2 separate regions of the Ovis aries genome follow, and region 1 is linked to region 2. Evidence: chromatin contacts called from public Hi-C data. All regions are on one chromosome and are shown on one strand. Each heading gives the region's core, a stretch centred on a gene start, on an enhancer-like site or on the middle of the called end of the contact. The rest is flanking DNA. Distances are from core to core; before and after follow the strand shown.

Region 1 (6,595 bases), core at 474-2,973, 65 kb before region 2:
GGAGTCTGCTGGGACACGGATGGCTGAACCGAATCAGGTTGAGCTGAATCAGGATTCAACGAAAGCTGAATCCTTCTGGATGGGTGATCATATCTGCATAGACATGGATACAACATCACTTAGAGGGATTTTGTTTATAAATGTTACAGTGTCACTGACATTACATTCCTGCTCCCCCCTTGACAATCTTCATCTATCAACACAGCTCCAGTTTATAATGTTATTACTCCTTCCCTACCAGGGACCCAAGCCACTCTATCTTCAACAAAAAAATTACCTGGAAGATGACTGCCTTAAGACTATTCCTGCCAACTACACCCCCACCCCACCCCCACACACACTGCTGTCTACACCAAACAAAAGAGAATGGAAATATATAGTGTTTTCAAAGACAACCTTAGCTCTGACTGTGAACTATCAGAATCAGAACAGTTGGGTGGTTCTGCCGATAAAACTGTAAGTAAGTTTAGGGTGACACGTCTACATCTCCAAAACCAAATATGGCCCAAAGGCGGGGAGGTAGGAAGGGTCAGAAGGAAAGTGCTCTGCAGGGAATTCCCTGGTGGTCCAGTGGCTAAGCCTCTGTGCTCCCGATACAGGGGGGCTGGGTTCGATCCCTGGTCAGGGAACTAGTTCCCACGTGCCACAGCTACAACTAAGACTTTATGCAGCCAAATAAATAAAAATAAATATTTTTTAAAAAGGAAAGTGCTCTGCAGCAGCACAAATGTAAACACAGGTAGTTTGGTAACGTTACCTTTCACTACAGCCATGATCGCCCTCTCCTGCAAAGGCGTCTTAAAAGAGTCAAACCCAAAGACCTTTTTCAACATGCTCCGGACTCGACGCTCAGGGTCAAAAGGAGAGGAAGGATGGGTACTCATCTTTACCAACAGTGGCCAAAGGTTAAGGCAAAGGTGATGATCATATGGTTGCAACTAGAAACCTCTGTTCTGCTTTTAAAAGACTGCTTATTTTATAATCTCTATGAGTATAAATTTGCTTTATTATGCTCAAACAATGCACTATTTTCAAGTTATATAGCTCCAGGTGAAGAGCCTGGAGCAATACATTCTTGAGTAATTAACATCTCTATTTTTATGCTCAGTGAAAATAAAATCTTCGAACTATCCCAGGGCACCGTACAGCGCAGAGCTAGAAATCAGATCACGAGAAGAAACACAAATGTCCGGAACAGTTTAGAGAAGATGGAATTTTTTCCCTAAGATCCACCCTCTACTCCGTAAGCACGGCCACTGACAACCATTCTTCCTCTGGGACCTGACCCCTTCTTCCCATCACCCTCTCCCCCACCCCCCGGATGGCAGCTCTCCCCTTTACTCAGCCTCAGATCTGCTCATTTCTCCCTTCCCCAGCGAAAGCCTCCCTCTCTTAACCCCAAGATATCAGAGCCGGCCGTGGGCTCCGAGAAACGAAGGGCTCTTGTCGGGCCGCTGATGCCCGCTGGCTCGGGAACTACTCGAAGACCCTCATACGCCTCAGGTAACTGAAAAGCCAAACTGCTGGGAAAGCAGTGTCAGGTATATCCCACAGAAGCTTGTGTCCGTCGCGCAGTGATGACGTTATGCAAGCGGTGGCACGAGGGGCGGAGCCAGGCGCCGAAAGAGCCGTTTTGATTGGTTCCCGGTCTGGAAGGGGCGCGGGGTCTCCTGGGATCCGGAAGAAGTCGCCTTTCTGGGCGGAAGTCGGCTCTTTGGAGTCATAGAAGTGAGCCACACCGGGGCTGTGGAAATAAGATGGCGGGGAAGAAGAATGTTCTGTCGTCTCTGGCAGTTTACGCGGAAGATTCAGAGCCCGAGTCTGACGGAGAGGCTGGAGTTGAAACGGCAGGCAGCGCGGCTGGTGAGGCCCGAGAAGGGAACCGGAAAGGGAGAATCAGGTTACTGCTCCCCTAGCCGGCGGGAGGGAAAGAGATGGTCATTGTACCCCAAGTATCGGGCCCCGGAGCCCTAAAGGGCGCTCAGGATCCTGGGCTAGACCGAGCGTTATACGCTCTGTAGCACGAATGGACCGTCTCCTTCCTTGGATTCGATTATCCTTCCGTAATTTACTTAAAGTCTCCGTGCTGGGCATGGTGCTGGGCAGAAGGATGGACAAAGGGGAGAGAGGATCCAAGGCTACTGAACCACTACCTGTTTTCTCCGGGCTTGTTTGTGGGGAAGAGCGAATCTTTTAATTGATAATATGCCCCAGACATATCTTGGAGCTTTGTACCTCCGGTCTCCACCGCGAGAGAGTCTTAATTCAGTAGATCTGGGGAAGGACCTGAGCGTTTGTGATCCTTCCAAGGCTTCTTGGCGATTCCGTTACTTTGTGAGTTGTTCAAAGCCCATCAATATTTTGTTACTGTACTCACGTTGAGAATAACAGTAGTAAGAAGTGGGAACAGATTTATATGGGAGTGAAGAGAGGCAGCAAGTTACCCAACATATTTGAGCCTTGGTTTCCTCATTGGGAAGTGATGGAGGGGCTTGGACTGTTAGCTTCTCAGTGCAAGTGGTCTTGGCCTGTCTGGAAGTTCTCTGCTGGTAATTTGCGTTGTTTGGCGGGGGTTGTTGTTTTTGTTTTAAACATAGAAAAATATTTTGTTTCTCAAGTAGATATGATTGGGAACCTCTCAAGGCACCCCTGTTTTAAGATCCAGTTCCTAGGGGAGGACTCACAAAAATGAGGATGACAGAGTCCTCATCTTGTATGAGAAGACTGGTTCATTGGTGCCTATTATACAAAGTAGACATAGGCAGATCAAAAGAGGGGCTTAAACAAAGCGATATAACAGTTGAGAGGAAAGTATGCTTCAGTTGGCATAGGTGGATTGGAAGCATTAAAAATGAAATTTAATATTACTTGGTTTTCTTTCCTGTTCTTTTAATGAATTCATACACTAAATTTTGTAGTCTTCCCCAAAACGGAATCTGGGCCAGAGGTCACTTAAATGAGATTTAGGTTTTCCTTGTCTCGTAAGAGATAGTCCTGGCCACTCAAATGACTCGTGTTTTTCTCCATTCTTTTTCCCAGTCATTCATCTTATTTTTCTCTTCTGTTTAAGAGGAGAAAGGCGGCTTGGTATCCGAAGCCTATGGAGAGGATGACTTCTCTCGCCTTGCGGGTGATGAAGATGGTTATGAAGAGGAGGAGGATGAGAACAGCAAACCGTCGGTAGGTAAATCTATTCCCAAATCCACAGCTGCTCAAAGCATCATTTCATTTGTCGGAAACTTTCTGACCTGTACCAACAGTGTTCCATTTCCCCCTCCCCTCCTTTTTTGGTGTGTTTAGTATCCGTTGAGAGAATTGGATTGGATATCTGTAGTTCTCTTTGAAAATCTAATTTTTTTCACCTGAACCATTTTGTATTAACCTTTGTATTGAAACTTGGAGGCAACAATTGTGGACAATTTTATTTAACCCAGATATCAATAGGTGTTTTATGTTGGTTTTCCCTGCTTAGATAATTTATTCCATTTGAAACAGTGCATTCATCCCAACTGATGTATCATTTATATCTGCAGTCAATTCTGTGTTATTTGTAATCTCGGTTGGGGCTCATTCGAATCTTTCAGTTTATTAAAAAGACTGGGAAGGACTGTTATTTGTGATTTGATATTTATTAAATCCTTTCTTGATGTTCTACTTGGCACTTTTTATCAGAGTGTTCTTGATCATCAAATCTTGCTTAAAGTTTAGTATGTGCTGACTAGCAAAGAAAAGAACTTGCATCTTAATTTAACCAGAAGGACTTTAGATACACTGTCCCCTAAAATTTAAAAGTTTGGAGAACTTAACTCTAGAGAAAAACAAGGATTCAGACTGGTTCTTAACACAGACATACAAACTTGTACCTCAGTATAAAATCTGGCTGGTTAGCAACAGCTTTAATTAAAACACCTAATGAATTAGTGATGGACAGGGAAGCCTGGCGTCTGCTGTCCATGGGGTCGCAAAGAGTCGGACATGACTGAGCGACTGAACTGAACTGAATGTTCTGTATTGTTTGTTTGAAAATGTTATGCATTGCTACATAAACGTTAGAGTTACAATGCTTTACAAATTAAACAAAAAATACCTTTTGTATATTCTGTTCTTTTGGAAGATATTTTTATCCCTTGAGGTTTCCCCTCTCCCATTTTTGCTGATAATTCAGAATTGACTAAAATTGTTTAGAAAAGCTTTGTAAGTTGTTCCATTTTCCTGACTGCTCTTAAGTGAGTACATACTGGCTTAACATCCAGTAACTATTTTCTTCAGGAAATTTGCATGTGTGTTTTTGAGGTGTTCTTCTGCATTTACTTTGCATAGAATTTTCACCATATTTAAGCTTTATTCCGCATTTTAGTAAAATCCTTGCATCCAGTCCCAATGTATACATTCTAAATTGTGCCTGTATTTAGCTGAGCTACATCTCTGATTATTTGGCCTGATGGGTTTCATTTGCAACAGATTGTATTTAAAAGCTGTGGCTCTCTTGACACCTTGCAGAACAATTCAATCTCAGAACCATCAGGCTAGTTGAAGTCTCTCAGGTGGTGGTTATATTCACATCTGGTGTGCTCTTTCATATGGGGAGGGGGTCATTTAGAGTGACTGAAAACAGCATTTTCAAATGAAACTTTCCATTGGATGTGAAATTACAGCTCCCGTGCATTGGGGTGTGCTCGTCGTGGAACAGACACGGGAGACAGCTGCCTGACAGGGTAGCTGATTTTTGACCTTCATTGGGTTTCAGTGGAATGGTGGACTAGCTTGTGTGAGGCTGGGGCACACATTGGAAAATGGCATGCCCACATGGTGCTCCATGTCAGGCAGGCCATTTGGATAAGGAACAAGGCTGCCTAGAATGGGTTAGTTCTCCAAAAGTCTGGATGGAGGCGTAGTGCCCTCAGCTGGGTCCCAGGACAGTCCTGCCTTTCCCAGATCACTTGCCCTGGTCATTTGATGCCTGCCTTCCTACTGTTCATGCTGATGTGCAGATATTGCTGGGTTGATGCGCTCGGGTATAGCGTTTAGGTGAAAGGTCATGGCACTCAGGGAGGTGAAAGCTGTCCCGGGAGCTTGGAGTCTGATGTCTTTGTGTACATGAAAGGCAAAGAAGGAAAAAAGGATTCCTGTACTTTGAAATCATGGGTATTTCATTGGCAGCTCCATGCCTGCTTTATCCTGTGGGGCCTGATCTTTTCTCAAGTGTATTGCAACCTTTCTCCGTTTTTGTGTGTGTAGTCTTTAATCTCAGGCATTTTTCATTGATATAGACTATGGCCCTGCTGGAGTAAGGACTTTGAGCGGCTGATGTTCTGTTTTTCCTACCCAGAACATCTCTTTTTCCCCTCCTCTTTCTCTGGAGCCTGGGTCATATGGTAGGGGAGGGATTCTTGGTGGGATGACCCAGGCTGGGTAAATTTGTTCCATACCCTAGTTGTGCATGTGAGAACCTCAGGCCCACTCCTTTAAGCTTAATCCTCTAAATTCTTTGTCTTGTAGGAAGATGACGATTCAGAGACTGAAAAACCTGAGGCTGATGACCCAAAGGTATTTGGTGTTGGTTGTGGTGGGGTGGCTGGATATGAACAAGGCATTTTTAACATTATGGCTCAGTTCATATGTCTGGTTCCAGATTTGTCCCACTAACATACCATGCAACCAGTGTGATTTGAGGGGGTGGGGGTGGGGATCAACCCAGCTTTAAGAGAACTGGAGACCACCCTGGACTGTCGTGAGGCAGCTTAATTTGCAGCCCCCTACAAAGGCGGGCTTTGTGGGGTCTGTGCCCCTGCAGGTGGGTTAGGTGTGGGAATGTTTTTAGAGTCAGGAAGCCACAAGGGCTGCCTCATGCACTGTGGGTTCTCTTTAGTTGTCCAGACGTGAAGAAGGGCCATAGAGGGCCAGACAAAATGAGACCTCTCCCAGCTATTGGGGATGTTGAGCCTAAGCCTTGTTTTTCCAAGCAAGTGCCCTTCCACCCTCCAGTAAACCATACAGAATGGTTTGTTTTGAAACAGCATTGTCATTTCTTATTTTTCATCCCAGTAGCAGCTGAGAGTAATTCACACATCTTTGACCCCATTGTGATAAAGGCTAAGACACAGACACACAGCCCGTTCCCATCCCCCATGTTAGGGAGCCCTTGGAAATCAACACAAAACCCAGCTTTCAGGGTGACCCGACGCAGTTCTCGTGGAGGGTGAGCGTCGGAACCAGACTGAGCTCCACCAGCTCAGATGTCCTCTGGTCCCCAGTGGCCAGCAGAAGCCCGGGGATGGGGGTGGGGCAGAAAGACCGAGTCCCCGTGGCATCTCCCAGGACTAGGGACGGTCCCCAGCATGCGTTTCCTGTGTTCCCTGTGCTTCGTCCTGCTGCAGCTTCCTCTTCTGCCTAAGCTGGCGTCACACTGTCTTCCAGGTCTTAGTCTCCGCCTCAATCCCTTCCCACCCCTCCCTCTTCAGGAATTTTTCTGTCACATTTAAGTTTTATTTCGGTCAGTATTTAACAATACTTTTGCTTTTCAAACCATTAATTTTGCATATTTCTGCCTTAAGTATGTGAAGTTTCTAGTGTTAGGATGTGTCGCTGGAGATGT
Region 2 (6,781 bases), core at 3,830-6,329:
TCCTGGACAGTGGCAAGTCACAGGTCTCCTACCGCACGCAGGACAACACCGCCAAGGGCAACCGGGTGAGTCCTTGCCACGAGGTCAGGCACATCCCAAGGGCCCAGTGGGGGCCGGACACAGCGGCATCCTGGGTCTCTGGATGCTGGTGGTGCCACAGGCTGGCCTCCCAGGGACACGTTCCCTCTGCCACCCTGCAGCAGGGGCATCAGTTCAGTTCAGTCGCTCAGTCATGTCCAACTCCTTGCGACCCCATGGACTGCAGCACCCCAGACCACCCTGTCCATCATCAACTCCTGGCGCTTACTCAAACTCATGTCCATTGAGTTGGTGATGCCATCCAGCCATCTCATCCTCTGTGTCCCCTTCTCCTCCCGCCTACAGTCTTTCCCAGCATCAGGGTCTTTTCAAATGAGTTGGGAAGATCTCCTGGAGAAGGAAGTGGCAACCTACTCCTATTCTTGCCTAGAAAACCCCATAGACAGAGGAGCCTAGTGGGCTATAGTCCATGGGGTGGCAAAAAGTTGGACAGGACTAAGCAATTTCACTTTCACCAAAAAGGCCAGTGATGCCCTGAATAAGGCCTCCTCATGTCCAGACCATCCGTGTCCCCCTTGCAACATTCCAGGACCCACCCAGATACTTCAAAGAAATAGACTGCCCTCTCTGCCATGGCCCAGAGACTCTGGCCTTCTTGTCCCCAGGCAGGCCCTCTGTCGGCCAGGCCACAGGACCGATCCTTCAGGGCAGGGAGGGCCTCGTGGTGGGCTGGTGTCAACTTTTTCGCAACTTAATCACTCTCAGACAACAGCCATGTCCGTGCTTAGTTTGGCTTATACGTCTGTTTTTCTAAATTAATTACCAACGTTTTGTGTATTTTGATTTTTTTGGCCATGCTGCATGACTTGTGGGATCTTAGTCCCCCAACCAGGGATCAAACCTGGACCCAGGGACCTGGCAATGAAATTGAAGAGTCCTAACCACTGGACTTGGAGAAGGCAATGGCATCCCACTCCAGCACTCTTGCCTGGAAAATCCCATGGATGGAGGGGCCTGGTGGGCTGCAGTCCATGGGGTCTCAAACAGTCGGACACAGCTGAGCGACTTCACTTTCACTTTTCACTTTCATGCATTGGAGAAGGAACTGGCAACCCACTCCAGTGTTCTTGCCTGGAGGATCCCAGGGACGGGGGAGCCTGGTGCGCTGCCGTCTATGGAGTCACACAGAGTCGGACACGACTGAAGCGACTTAGCAACCACTGGACTGCCAGGGAATTCCCTATTACCATTACCAATTTTTTTAAATTAATTTTTTTATTGGCATACAGTTGATTTACCATATTGTGTTTCTGCTGTACAGCTAAGTGAATCAGTTAAACATAGACATATATCGACTCTTTTTCAGATTCTGTTCCCATATAGATCATTACAGAGTACTGAGTAGAGTTTCCTGTGCTATACCATAGGTTCTTATTAGTTATCTATTTTATAACTATTACCAACATTTTAAAACTAAAAATATTCATATCAAAACTTCACTGGACTTTCCTCTTGGACCAGTAGTTAAGATGCTGCGCTTTCACTGCAGGGGGCATGGGTTCGATCCTGGTTTGGGGAAGTTCCATATGCCACAGCGTGTGCCCCAAAATTAAAAACGAAACAAAACTTCACTCAAAAGTAATAAAGGTTAGTCGCACTGGCCTGCAGGCCCACTTGGCAATCATGAGAGCAAGTGTGCACACACAGCCTATTCTTTATTTCTTTTTATAGGTAGGACTAGTTCTCATTACTGCTCTAATGCTCCCAGTAAAAATTCCAAAAAGGAATCTGTACAACCATAACTTCACTGAAAGTGAAAAAGTGAAAGTGTTAAATCGCTAAGTCATGTCTGACTCTTGGTGGCCCATGGACTGCAGCCTACCAGTCTCCTCTGTCCATGGGATTTTTCCAGGCAAGAATACTGGAGTGGATTGCCTTTCCTTTCTCCAGGGGATCTTCCCCACCCAGGGATCAAACCTGAGTCTCCTGCATTGCGGGCAGATTCTTTACCATCTGAGCCACTAGGGAAGCCCTTTATAAAGATCCTTTGGTAGTGAACTATGTTTTTTAACATTTTTAAATATTTCTCAACTTTTTATTTTGAAAAACTTCAAACCTACAGCAGAATGGAAAGACTAATAAAATTAGCACCCATTTACTCTTGACATAGATTCACCCATTGTTGATAGTTGCTTTCTCTCTTTCTATACAGATGTATATATGTATGTGTATACAGATATATGCCTGGGGGTATAGCTCAGTGGTAGAGCGCATGCTTAGCATGCATGAGGCCCTGGGTTCAATCCCCAGTACCTCCATCCTTACATTTTTCGGCTTCCCTGGTGGCTCGGACTGCTAGCAAAGAATCTGAATGTTAGTTTACAGTGCCACCTAGTGGAATCATGTGAAAAGGCTTCCCCCTACACACACTGCAATCCATCTGCCCCATATCAGCTCAGTTCAGTACAGTCGTGTCCAACTCTTTACGACCCCATGAATCACAGCACGCCAGGCCTCCCTGTCCATCACCAACTCCCGGAGTCCACTCAAAGTCACGTCCATCGAGTCAGTGATGCCATCCAGCCATCTCATCCTCTGTTGTCCCCTTCTCCTCCTGCCCCCAATCCCTCCCAGCATCAGAGTATTTTCCAATGAGTCAACTCTTCACATGAGATGGCCAAAGTACTGGAGTTTCAACTTTAGCATCATTCCTTCCAAAGAAAACCCAGGGCTGATCTCCTTCAGAATGGACTGGTTGGATCTCCTTGCAGTCCAAGGGACTCTCAAGAGTCTTCTCCAACATCACAGTTCAAAAGCATCAATTCTTTGGCGCTCAGCCTTCTTCACAGTCCAACTCTCACATCCATACATGACCACTGGGAAAACCATAGCTTTGACTAGATGGACCTTTGTTGGCAAAGTAATGTCTCTGCTTTTCAATATGCTATCTAGGCTGGTCATAACTTTCCTTTCAAGGAGTGAGCGTCTTTTAATTTCATGGCTGTAGTCACCATCTGCAGTGATTTTGGAGCCCCCCAAAATAAAGTCTGACACTGTTTCCACTGTTTCCCCATCTATTTCCCATGAAGTGATGGGACCGGATGCCATGATCTTTGTTTTCTGACTTAATCCCAAGATGTTCAGGAAAAAGCTCTAGGGCATTGAAAAATAAAAACTGGAGGTAATAGAAGCAACCCACCCAGGAAGCAGGGCCGGGGGGATGGTGGGATTCAGACTTCAGAGCCCCAGGGTGGGGAAGAGTTCCTCCCTCCGAGGTGAGGCCTACAAATCTCAGCTCCCCTGGCTGAGTGCCTACCTGTGTGGGACCCTCCTGTATCTGCATCCTTGTCTCTCTGTGCCTTGGTTCAAATCCCAGCTCCACCACAACTACCTGTGTGAACTTGGGCATCTTTCTTTACCTCTGTGTGCCTCAGTTACCTGATCTGTAAAATGGGGACAGTAATATCTCTACCTCACTCTGCCCTGAGGAAGAAACGAGCTAATATCTGTAAAGTACTTGATGCACAAGAGGTGCTGTATAAACAGGAGCCGTTCCGTGTCCATGTGGGACAGTCTGTGCGTGAGGGTCTCTGCATTGGCTGTGGGGTGGGGGTGGAGCGTGTAGCCTTGACTCGTCTCCCAGGCCTGCTCCAACTCTGACCCCTTCCCATTCCTAGGACTACATCCCCATGGAGGGTGAGCTGCTGTTCCAACCTGGAGAGACCTGGAAGGAGCTGCAGGTGAAGCTGCTGGAGCTGCAGGAGATGGACTCCCTCCTGCGGGGCCCTCAGACCCGCCGCTTCTACATCCAACTCAGCAACCCCAAGTTTGGGGCCCGCCTGGGCCAGCCCCAGTCTGCCACTGTCATCATTGGGGACCGAGGTAGCCAGAGCCTGGGGTCAGGTTAAGCAGGTGGGAAGGGAGGGCTGGGGCTTCTTGAAAGTCTCAGCCGTAAAAATACAGAATGCTCAGTTAAATTTGAATCCCAGATAAATAACAACTCAACTTGTAGTATAAATATATCCCATATGCTATCTGGGATATACTTATTCTTAAAAAGTATCTTTGTGTGAAATTCAAGTTTAACTAGGCATCTTGTATTTATCTGACAACCTGCTCTCAATCAGAGAGACCAGGGTCATGTGGCCACGGGCCTGCTGCTGGCTGGGAATCCCACCATTAAGCCTTAGCCCTTTGACTTCAGCCTTAGTTCAAGCTAAAATGCAAGTGTTTCAGAAGGGGTGAAACACTTCTTATGTGCCCTTAGCTTCCAGTATAGTGGGGCCTGTGAGCCCACCCTGGAGGAGAGGTTTGCCAAGAGGATGGGGGCGGAGGAGGAGTCTTGGGGTAGGGGAGAGAGGAAGGGCATTGGAGGAGAAAATGTTCCCTGTGGGTCACGCCTTGGCTGCCAAAGGGACAAAGAGAGCAAGCCCTCATCCCTCTGGAGACCCTCCTGGGTCCCCCTGAAGCAGGGGGAAGGTTCAGTTCAGTTCAGTTCAGTTCACTCGCTCAGTCGTGTCAGACTCTTTGTGATCCCATGGACCGCGGCCTCCCTGTTCATCACCAACTCTCGGAGTTTACTCAAACTCATGTCTATTGAGTTGGTGATGCCATCTAACCATCTCATCCTCTGTTGTCCCCTTCTCCTCCTGCCTTCAATATTTCCCAGCGTCAGGGTCTTTTCAAATGAGTCAGTTCTTCGCATCAGGTCGCCAAAATATTGGAGTTTCTGCTTCAACATCAGTCCTTCCAATGAACATTCAGGACTGATCTTTAGAATGGACTGGTTGGATCTCCTTGCAGTCCAAGGGACTCTTCAAGAGTCTTCTCCAACACCACAGTTCACAAGCGTCAATACTTTGGCCCTCAGCTTTCTTTATAGTCCAACTCTCATATCCATACATGTGATGTGATGTGAAGGGGAAGGAGTCTTGGTGTTTAACTGTGCGTCTGGTGCCCCCTGGTGGTGCAGATGGGTTCCTGCCCCCTTAAAGCCAGAGAGGAGTCTCTGCTGACTGCCTTGCCCTGGCTTGACCCTCTGCAGATGAGCTGGACCGGAACTTAATGAACCAGACTGTGTCATCACCCCCACCACCCCGGGGTGACCTGGGTGCCCCACAGAATCCCAATGCCAAGGCTGCCGGGTCCCGGAAGATCCACTTCAACTGGTTGCCGCCTCCTGGCAAGCCAACAGGGTACCGGGTAAGGTGGGGGGCGTCGAGGGAGGTGGATGGGAGGCCGGGCATACACTGTTGAGGTGAGCCCGCTGAGGCCAGAGAGGGCCCCAGGGAGAGGAGAGGGCGTGCTTGGCCTCAGTGGGTGGGGAACCCCCATCGGCCGCTGAGGGAGGAAGAAGTCCTTGGAATGTGGCCCCCAGAACCCAGAAACACCTGTGCTCTGGGCCAGCCCTGCTGCGTGCGCCTGGCAGGGCACTCAATCCCTCCACGTCTGTGTGCCCACGGGACTGTAAGGGCAGGGCTCAGCGGAGGGACGGTGGGCTCTGCCAGCTGCTCCCCACTGACCAGCCTTGCCCTGGGCACAGGTGAAGTACTGGATCCAGGGCGACTCCGAGTCTGAAGCCCACCTGCTCGACAGCAAGGTCCCCTCAGTGGAGCTCACCAACCTGTACCCATATTGCGACTACGAGATGAAGGTGTGCGCCTACGGGGCGCAGGGCGAGGGCCCCTACAGCTCCCCGGTGTCCTGTCGCACCCACCAGGAAGGTGAGGCCTCACCACGTCCATCCCTGGCCACCCTGATGCCAGCCTGCCCTGCCCCGGCCCCGCCCAGAACTCTGCCCTCTTGTCCGCTGTTGACAGCACTCTTCCTGCACCCCCTCTGCCCCACCCAGTGCCCAGCGAGCCCGGGCGTCTGGCCTTCAACGTCGTCTCCTCCACTGTGACCCAGCTGAGCTGGGCCGAGCCAGCCGAGACCAACGGCGAGATCACAGCCTATGAGGTCTGCTACGGCCTGGTCAATGAGGACAACCGTAAGGGCCCGCCCTCGCCTTCTGTCTCCAGGGAGGGGAGGGGGAGTGTCTGGTTGCCTGGGGGCATCATTAGGTTTGTGGTCAGGTTTGGGCTGGGTTAGTTGCATTCCAAAGCAGAGCCCAGAAGCTCCCAGGGCAGGTGAGGATGGAAGGCCTGAGGTTATGTGTGTGCAGTGGGGTCACAGGTCCAGAGTGCCTGCCCAAGCAGGTTAACGAGAGTGGCTCAATTCTACATGGGTGTCTTCAGGTCAGGGTAGAGAGATTTAGCAAATAAAAAGCAGAGGACGCCCTGAACTTCAAACAGTTTTTCTAGTACATTTCATGCAACGTGTTATCTGGCAGCCCTAGGCCAGAGCACTAGGCAGAACTCTATTTTTCTCCTGTCCTGGAAGGGAGAGATGACCCCTGCACTTGTCAGGACGGAAAACTTTTCAGGGGAGCTCAGTCCCCGACTCTTGCCTGGTACAGGGCCCTCCTCTCTGCATCCTCACATGTTCAGTCCATCCCAGGGATGGAGAGCTTCCCACTCCCAGATACAACCTGTGGACCCTAAAGTGGGTCAGACTTAGCACTCTAAGGTGGCCCAACAAGGCAGAGGGCAGCAGGATTGTTCTGGGCCTCAGGCTCCTTGCTCTGTTCACCTGGCTGACCAAGCACAACCTTTTCAGCCGCTGCGTCACACCTTGGCTCCTGCTGGCGACCCCTGATCCACCCCTGGACCACTGTCAGGAAGTCTTTTGTGGCCCGGTCTTT

What was found. Hi-C and Micro-C count contacts between places; a contact is called where the count stands out from the background.
Region 1: a Hi-C map of tail adipose tissue shows a contact between it and region 2, with 6 times the contacts expected there. The contact joins the promoter of SAP30BP here to the enhancer-like site in region 2. A contact is called at or near these places in 14 of 16 Hi-C or Micro-C datasets (blood, hypothalamus, liver and 6 more).

The regions. Positions count from the first base shown.
Region 1 is chr11:55,251,729-55,258,323 of ARS-UI_Ramb_v3.0, reverse strand. SAP30BP (SAP30 binding protein) reads left to right here and starts at 1,723. Exons shown (of 11, transcript XM_060395861.1): 1 at 1,723-1,863; 2 at 3,071-3,180. The coding sequence starts at 1,758. It overlaps RECQL5 (RecQ like helicase 5), which reads right to left and starts at 1,576. Exons shown (of 20, transcript XM_027974079.3): 1 at 1,408-1,576; 2 at 758-895. The coding sequence starts at 884.
Region 2 is chr11:55,190,284-55,197,064 of ARS-UI_Ramb_v3.0, reverse strand. It overlaps ITGB4 (integrin subunit beta 4), which reads left to right. Exons shown (of 40, transcript XM_042256360.2): 26 at 1-65; 27 at 3,717-3,921; 28 at 5,084-5,241; 29 at 5,582-5,762; 30 at 5,891-6,028. It overlaps TRNAA-AGC (transfer RNA alanine (anticodon AGC)), which reads left to right and starts at 2,286; the gene lies at 2,286-2,357. Within about 2 kb of position 5,079, at least 6 of the 54 cell types and tissues checked have an H3K27ac peak or open chromatin away from gene starts, as enhancers often do. A contact at or near this core is called in liver, where this site is marked.